2 separate regions of the Ovis aries genome follow, and region 2 is linked to region 1. The links are chromatin contacts, called in public Hi-C maps. All regions are on one chromosome and are shown on one strand. The core of a region is the stretch at or near the end of the contact, and the rest is flanking DNA. Distances in the headings are between cores, read along the strand shown.

The links. Hi-C and Micro-C count contacts between places; a contact is called where the count stands out from the background.
Region 2: a contact with region 1 is called in a Hi-C map of liver, with 5 times the contacts expected there. The contact joins the promoter of PEDS1 here to the promoter of SNAI1 in region 1. A contact is called at or near these places in 11 of 16 Hi-C or Micro-C datasets (blood, hypothalamus, liver and 5 more).

Annotation. Positions count from the first base shown.
Region 1 is chr13:78,049,972-78,054,207 of ARS-UI_Ramb_v3.0, forward strand. It overlaps SNAI1 (snail family transcriptional repressor 1), which reads left to right and starts at 2,439. Exons shown (of 3, transcript XM_004014881.4): 1 at 2,439-2,615; 2 at 3,312-3,839. The coding sequence starts at 2,534.
Region 2 is chr13:78,195,980-78,200,215 of ARS-UI_Ramb_v3.0, forward strand. It overlaps PEDS1 (plasmanylethanolamine desaturase 1), which reads right to left and starts at 1,867. Exons shown (of 6, transcript XM_004014882.5): 1 at 1,661-1,867. The coding sequence starts at 1,784.

The sequences.
Region 1 (4,236 bases), core at 1,189-3,688:
AATGTTTTTAGATTTATCCCAGTTGTTGCATGGAGTTTTTGTTTTCCTCACTGTATAGTATCCCATTATAGGACTGTAATTTACTAATTACAGTTTATTAATCCTTTCTACTGTTGATAAACATTTGGGTTGTTTCCAGTTTGTTTGTTTGTTTCCTATTATGAACGAGGGTGCAAGAAATATTCTCATTTCTTCTGGGTTTAGAGCTGGGCAGCAGTTCTCAACCTTGGCTGCTCACTAGAATCACCTGAGGAGTTTTCAAAAATGCTACTACCAAAGGGTCTCACCCAGAGTAATTGAATCAGAAGGGCTGCAAGGGTGGGGCCCAGGCTTTGGTGTTCCCTGAGGGGATCTGCCGCCAGGGCTAAGAACCGCTGGGATGCAGCAGGCCCGGGAGTAGAATGCTAGGAGAGTCACCTGTTCTTCGCTGATGCTAAACTTTCCCAAAGTGGCTCATACCCAGGACACTCTCCCTGCATGGAACCAAAGTCCTCCTGCTCTCCCATCCTCAACACTTGCTATGACCAAATTTTAACTTTTTATCTTTCTGATGGGCGTGAAATAGTATCTCATTGTGGTTTTAATTTGCATTTCTCTCCTTACTCATGAGGCTGAACAGTTGCGAAGTTCCTGCTGAAACAAAGACAGAAAGAGACTCTCTGGTAAAGATCCTGCGGAAGAGAGATCTCAGGGGGTCAGGGAAGTTGAGCGGCAGGTGCCAAGGGCTGGGATGTGGAGGAACAGAAAGAGGGCGGTGGATCTTTGTGCAGGGGGAGGGGCAGAGCGGCTCAAGATAAGTGCAGCAGAGGTCAGGTCAGCAGGTGGAGGGCAGTGGTGAAGAATTCGGCTTCTGCTCTGCGTGAGATAGGGACACAGGAGGTTTGAAGCAGAGGGACACGGCGTTACTCCTTCCTCTGGATGTAGGTGGAAAATCACGATGGGAAGTAAACAGACGTACAGGAGGCCGTATTCTTTGTAGTGACTGTGTGTGGCCTGTCTCCCCCGCCTCCCCCTCTCCCCAGCTAGAACAGGGAAAGGTTGATTGTTTTGTTCACAGCATCTAAGGATCCAGACAATTGTCCCTGCTCTCATGCAGGGTGGTGAGTGGAGGGACTTAACAGGTTTCCACAGGTGGAAACAAGTTGAAGAGACCTTCGGATTTAGGCCTGTGCCCCATCCCCAGTCCAGGACAGGAGTGGCTCTCACAGTCAGTGGGCTCAGAGGAGAGCTGGGGGTGAAGTCAGTCCCTCCCCTGGGCCCAGCCCACAGCTGAATCAGTCAGTGAACCCCTGGTGGAGCCTAGCCTTAGGTCCTTTAGACACAGTTTCAATGACCCCAGACGAGTGAGGCAACTACCTGAGCTCCGCCCTTCCCCACTTCTTTCTCCCACCTGCCCAGAGTAATCTTTCTCAACCAAACTCCAAACAGGTCCCTCCTCGGCTCTCCAGGGCCCCTGGAGCAAAGTCCAGACTCCTCCAGGCCCTGACCCTGCCGCCCTGCCCACCCCACCCCCATCCTGAGAGAGGCTCTCAATGACTCTGAGATGGTTACTGCCTCTAACCTCAGGCCTTTCCCCTCGGCATTTTCTTCACTTCCTCTGGGAAGTTGCCCCGACCCTTGGTCAAGTGACCCGCCTCTTGACTGTCACAGTGCCCTGTGGTCCCCACCCCACCCCCCCCCAACCCATCGAAATGCACTTCCCTCTGCATTGGAATTGCCTGTTGACTTCGCCTGTCTCCCCCACGTGACTGGGAGAGCGGCCCTTCAGCAGAGACCCCGAGTGTTTTGTTCAGGGTTGTATCCCCCCCAGCGCCGGGAGTGGTGCCTGGTTCGTTAGTGGGCACACAGTCAGTATGTGCGTTTTTCTAGCTGATGCCCGTTTGCTTTGCAAAAAAAAAAAAAAAAAGGGCCGTGGCATGGCACACTGTCAGCAGCCACGTGGAGGGATCCATTGCTTCTCTCCGCCCCCGAACTGTGTGCTGCCCCTGGTCAATCCCACGCTCTCTGCGGGGCACTCTACGGGCGAAGGCACCCCCCGCCCCGTGAGGTGGCGGTCTCCGAAAGTCAGGTGCCCAGAGCCGTGGCGCGTGGCGCCAGGGGGCGCCAGAGGCGGGAGAGCCTGCCGCGCCGAGCCGGCCCGGGCGCCCGAGTCCTGAAGAGGGGTCCCGCCTCGTCCAGGGGTTCCCAGCGCCCCGCCCCCGGCAGCCCGCCGCCAGGCGCCCATGCACGCGCCCGAGGCCCGGCGTCCGCGCGGCCCCGCCCGGCTTCCAGCGCCACGCGGCGCGAGCCCCGCCAGCCCCCAGCGCACCTGCTCGGGGCGGGGCCGCTGGCGAAGGCGCGTCTCGATTGGCGCGGAGGTGACAAAGGGGCGTGACTGGGACGGGCCACGCCCACCCGCGACTGGCGTACTTAAGGGAATCGGCGGCCCGTCTCCACTCACAGCGCAGCTGCACGGCGTCGTGGGTGGAGAGCTTTGCGATCCCGGCGCGACCGGGGAGACCCCCCCCCCCCACCACCCGCTGCTTCGGCCACCATGCCGCGCTCTTTCCTCGTCAGGAAGTCTGCGGGCTCCCGCCGGAGACCCAATTACAGTGAGCTGCACGACTCTTCTCCAGGTGAGGGGACCGGACCCCTGGGGAGTTCGGGGGAGGCAAGCGAAGGCTGCATGGGGAGAGCATTGGAGGAGCAGGGGGCTTGGGGACGAAGTCGAGGGGCGAGAGTCGAGTCAAAGAATAGAGCCTGGGTGCGGATAAGCTCGGGTCAGGTGGGTCCGGGAGATGTGGAGAGGGTTTTTGGAGGGCGGTGGTCTTGGGCTGAGGAAACGGAAACTTAGCAGCCGCAGAGAAGAGGGGCGCCCCTCCCAAAAGTGAGAAGAGGAGCCTTCTATCTGGACAGACGCCGGGCCGAGGGCTCCGAAAGAGTCCAGGGGATTTGGGGGAGGGTGTGGGAGAAGAAATGTGTATGGAAGGGGGCCTGGGACAGGGGTGTGGTGCCTTGGCAGCTGAGGAGACGAGGGGCCAGGATGCTGGGGTCTGGCCTCAAGCTGGGTACTTGGGTACCTCAGGAGGATGGAGATGTGGAAATGACCCCCTTGAGTCGGAGCTAGGGAAGGGGGATTCTTCCCGGAAGAGGGAGAACCAGGTGACCTGGGTGAAGAGGGGCTCAGACTGCCGGTCCTAGTAGTGAATCTGGTATTCATCTGATAAGCCCTGAGTGCTAGCCCCGTTCAGCTCCTGGCCCACATCAGGCTGATGTCTGCTGGCTGACTGAGCTCACGCCTGACCTTGCCCTCTTCTCTGTCCCCTGCTCAGAGCTCACTTTCCAGCAGCCCTACGACCAGGCCCACCTGCTGGCAGCCATCCCGCCGCCCGAGGTCCTCAATCCCACCGCCTCCTTGCCGACACTCATCTGGGACTCTCTCTTGGCGCCCCAAGCCCAGCCCATCAGCTGGGCTTCTCTCCTGCCCCAGGAGATCCCCAAGGCTGGCGAGCTGACCTCCCTGTCCGACGAGGACAGCGGGAAAGGCTCCCAGCCCCCCAGCCCACCCTCGCCGGCTCCTTCGTCCTTCTCGTCCACTTCAGCCTCCTCCTTGGAGGCTGAGGGCTATGCTGCCTTCCCAGGCTTGGGCCAGCTGCCCAAGCAGCTGACCGGGCTCTCCGTGGCCAAGGACCCCCAGTCTCGCAAAGCCTTCAACTGCAAATACTGCAACAAGGAGTACGTCAGCCTGGGTGCCCTCAAGATGCACATCCGGAGCCACACGCTGCCCTGCGTCTGTAGCACCTGCGGGAAGGCCTTCTCCAGGCCCTGGCTGCTGCAGGGCCACGTCCGGACCCACACCGGTGAGTCCCACCTCACCCCCAGCCCCCATTCTCTCTGCCTTCGCTGCCAGCGCTTGTAAGATGGGCTTTGCTGTTACTTTCAGATTGTGGGAACCGAGGCCCCCGCCGTCTCCTGACACCTAGCTCGAGAGTTCCGGGAGGCCTGGCTCTGAAGTTTGGCAGAAACATGCCATCATTCATCAGCTAAGCACTCGGGCTGAGTAGATAACTTTTACATGTCCCTCAGCAGGCTCAGTTCCTCTCAGCCAAATGGGTTGGAGCTGGATATGGGAAAGGTATAAACAACACCTTGCTGTTGGGGCCAGGTGTGAAGGGGCCCACCCTGCTCCACCCTCCCCTAGCCCACCCCTACTCCCACCCTAGTCAGACAGGATGTTGTCAGCCTGCCCACCTGCCT
Region 2 (4,236 bases), core at 617-3,116, 150 kb after region 1:
AGGAGAGGTTGGGCTATGGCATTAATAACAGGCATTCCCTATTGTATGCTAGGCACTGCACTAGATGGATGATCTCATTTCCCCTTCCCAGTGACACTAAGGAACCGATAAGCTTTATCATGTACCCATTTTAGAGGTGAGGAAACTGAGGCTCAGAGAGGGCTGGCACCTTGGCCCAGGTCACATAGTTAAGAAGCAGAGTCAGGATGCTAAGTCCAGGCTGCCCCAGGCAGCACCAGAGGTTTTAGGTCCACAAGCTGGGTGCTGGGAGAACAGGTTAAAGGCACTATGGCATCATGGGCCAGGTGCCCAAGTTAGGTATGAAAAAAAAAAAAAAAAGACTCAGAACATGAAACTGCAAATCCAGAAAGCCTCTGGTGATCTACAGCTCAGGTCATACAGGCAGCTATGGCAGAGATGGTATGCAAACCCTGGCCAGTCAGGGCAGAAAGCCAAAGGTGGTGGCAGACTCGTTCTTACCTCAGGCAAGGGATATCTATGCGTGGTGGCCCCCTCCCCCTCCCCGGGGTAAAAGGAAAGATGTCACAATGTTTGACAAATAAATAAAGCTGGATGAGCTGGCGACACCCAAGCAAAGGGGCCTCCCAGTCACCTGACTCTGGAGTTCTCAAAGGCAATTTCTTTACCCCTGGGGACACTTGGCTCTGCTGGGGCCTGGCAATGAGATTCCTGAGGCTCAAGTGGAAGTCAGAGAAGGGGGTGGAGGTCATTGCTTGCTAGAGCAGAAACGGTAGGCCCAGCAGGCAGACACCGGGACCTTGTCGGGGGGCAGAAGCAGAGCAAGGGTCTCTAAGTTTGCGGTCTGGTCTGTGGACACCCCCAAGTCCTTATGGAGGAGGTTAATATAAACATCTACATGGGGGAGAGGAAATGGCTGGGACTGGGGCTTAAATTTTGAGAGAAAGCTTAAACTGGAAGGTGTGCAGGGAGGCCCTCACCACCCAGGATTTCAAAATACAGGGTGAGAGTTAATTCGCGGGGTGCGGGGGGAGGGGGGAGGGTCTATAAACTGAAGCTATAAATCTAGGATGGGGCTTTGGAGGAAGGGCGTCTGGGGCACTCGGTACGTGGGGCCCCCTGAGTTAAGGTTCCCAGAGCAGACCTGATATGCTCAGATTTGGGGGGTGAAGTCACTACAGCCCAGGGCCCCGGCAGGGGTGCAGATAGGGCCCTAGGGTGTGAAATCTGTATCTGGGGAACCTGGGATAGGGTGTAACTCTTAGGAGGGGGGCCAGTACATGTCACTGAGGGGGGGGGTGCCTTCGGCTTGGGGTCCTGGCGTGGTGGGTCCCCAAGACTAGGGGCTCTTTACAGCCGCGGGGACCCCGGGCTAGGATTGGGATCCGACAGCGTGATGGGAGCTGTCCGTAGCCCGAGGAGTTGATATGGCAGCTCCTTGATCCGGGGGGCTGTCTTTGCATCCAGAAAGCCCCGTGGCTGGGGTTCTGGTTTGCGCTTGGAAGGGGCGCTGGGGTGGGGTCCCAAGACTTAGGGGCGCTACTTGCAAGTTAGGAGCCGCGCCTGGAGCTCTGCACTGGGGGCTGAGGCTGGGGTTCCGATCCAGGGGACCCAGGATCGCGGCCCCGCAGCCCAGGCTGGCTGGTGACTGCGGGCCGGGAGAGGGGGCCGGAGGTCCTACCTGGGGAGTAGAGCGCGGCCAGCTCGCGGGCCCCGGCGTGCTGCGCGCCCCAGCGCCGGCAGGACGCCGCCTCATCGTCTTCGAGCTCTGGCTGCTGGCCCGGCCCGTCTTCGGCGCCCGCCATAGCCCCTCGCCCGGCCAGCCCGGTGCGCTCCGCTGGCGGCGGCGGCAGGGCCGCGGAACCGCGGCGAGATCACGCCGCCCAATGACGGCCCGGCCCCGGGCGCGGCCGCGGCGCCGACGGGGGTCTCGCCCGGCCGGGCGTCACAGCCAATGGGGGCGCGCGCCGGGGGCCGCGCCAGCCAATCAGCGGCCGCCGAGCCGCAGCCAACCGCGGCGCGCGAGGGGCGGGTCCGCAGCGTACGGAAGAGCCGGGCTGCGGCGCGTCTCGGCTGCTCGCGCTTCTCTGCACGTCGCCGCCGCACTGTGGGTCCGAGCGCGCTGACGGCTCCGGGAGGGCTGTGTTTACCCCCGCGGTGCCCCCGGTGCCGAGGGCCGAGGTCTGAGCGGCCGTCTCTTGGGCACTCCCAGGCCGGCGTCTGTGACGGGCAGGGGACGCGCGGGGAGGGTCCCCTGGCCGGGGAGGGGAGGCCCCGTTTGGAGGGTCCCTGGCCGGGGCCGGTTTCAGGGTCTCCGAAGACCCCGAGCGTCGCCCCTCACCGTGGGCCCCGCTCGCGCGGTGCCCCCGGGGACAAGCCTGACCAGGGGGTGGGGGCAGTGTCCCTCGGAGGGAGGAGACAGGAAAGTGATAAGAGTCTCTGTCAGATTTGGTGAGCGCTGACTATCTGTTGGGCGCCGGGCCAAGAGCTCGACCGCAGGGTGTTTTTTACTCACAGTCCGGAGCTGGGTGGCCTCCTCAGAGGCCCCTGTCACCGCAGCGCCCGGAGGTGCCCCCTTCTCCGGTCACTGTGACATCACCTCGCCTTCCCAGTGCTCGTCGGAACGGACGGTGCCAGGCTCCCCCCTCCCCAGAAAGCAAGCTCCCCAGGGCTAAGACTTGCTGAGTTCACAGCCGTTCTCCCACGTCCCTGTCAGCCTAAGTGAAGTGAAGTGGAAGTCCCTCAGTCGTGTCCGACTCTTTGAGACCCGCATGGACTATACAGTCCATGGAATTCTCCAGGCCGGGATACTGGAGTGGGTAGCTTCCTCCTTCCCCAAGGAGATCTTCCCAAAGGGCTCGAGGAAATGCTTATGGAGTGAATTAAGTCTCAAATGAATTTATTACCTCAGCAGGAACTCGGCCGGTCTAACCGACTACAAAGTACGCAGTAATTGCTCACATAAATTCCACACCGCGTCCCCCGCCAAATGGGAGCTAAGAGTGTTCAAGAGGTGGGGGAACAGGGAGGGGAGGTTAAGACCCCATTCTGTCTCTTGGAGGCTCCATCCTTGTTCTCAAGGTTTAAGCCCTGGATTGTCCGGGTGCTAGGAAAAGTCAGTCACCCCAGGAGTGTTTCCTGGGCGTTCCCACCCTGGGCGGCTACAATCCTTGCCAGACCCACGCCCCTTTTCTGTTTCTTTGTATATACCACCTCCCAGGAAAGAAAAGCGTGCTTCCTTGGCAGGGAGAGATTGCAGTATGCAATTCACCTCCTGCTGAATTCTGGCAAAACTGACTGGCTTTGCCTTCTTGTACTTTACACAGTTCAAATTTTCAATCCAGGAGATTCAGGTGCCTTGTGTTGGGATCGGCTCAATCTCAGATTTCAGGGACACACCCTTCCAAGCTCTGCCTGTGTCCCAGGCTGGTTCCTGCTGGTGTCGGGAGCTCCCCTAGTGGCCAGCACAAGATGGGTGATGGACAGACAGGTTATTCATTTCCTCAGGGAACACACTTGTTAAGCACCAACCTGACCCAGGTTGCTGCAGGGAAAGAGCAGGGAATATGACTGTCATATTTTCTCTCATTCTGTGATTGTCTTTTCACTTTCTTGGTGGTGTCCTTTGATAAACAAAATATTTTTACTCTTGATGAAGTCTTACCTACTTTTTTCTTTGTGCTTTAGGGGTCATTATTTCCTCATTTTTAAAATAACTTCATCGTTTTCCATTGTGTGGCTAGATCATAATTAATTTAACTAGTTATTTTTGATGGACACGGGTCATTTCCTGTCTTTGAATGTTATAGACATTTTGCTTAATGTCATTTTGGCATGTAAAGGTAGGTCTATTGAATTCACTCCTGAAGTGGGATTGCTTTGACAAATGTTAACTGCTTAGCCATTTTGGTAGATATAGATAAACCTATTGGTAGGTATTCCAAGGCCAAATTTGCCTGTTATTCCAGGTGTTTCTTGACTTCCTACTTTTGCATTCCAGTCCCCTATAATGAAAAGGACATCTTTTTTGGGTTTTAGTTCTAAAAGGTCTTGTAGGTCTTCATAGAACCGTTCAGCTTCAGGTTCTTCAGCGTTACTGGTTGGGGCATCGACTTGGATTACTGTGATATTGAATGGTTTGCCTTGGAAATAAACAGAGATCATTCTGTCGTTTTTGAGATTGCATCCAAGTACTGCATTTCAGACTCTTTTGTTGAACAGGATGGCTGCTCCATTTCTTCTGAGGGATTCCTGCCC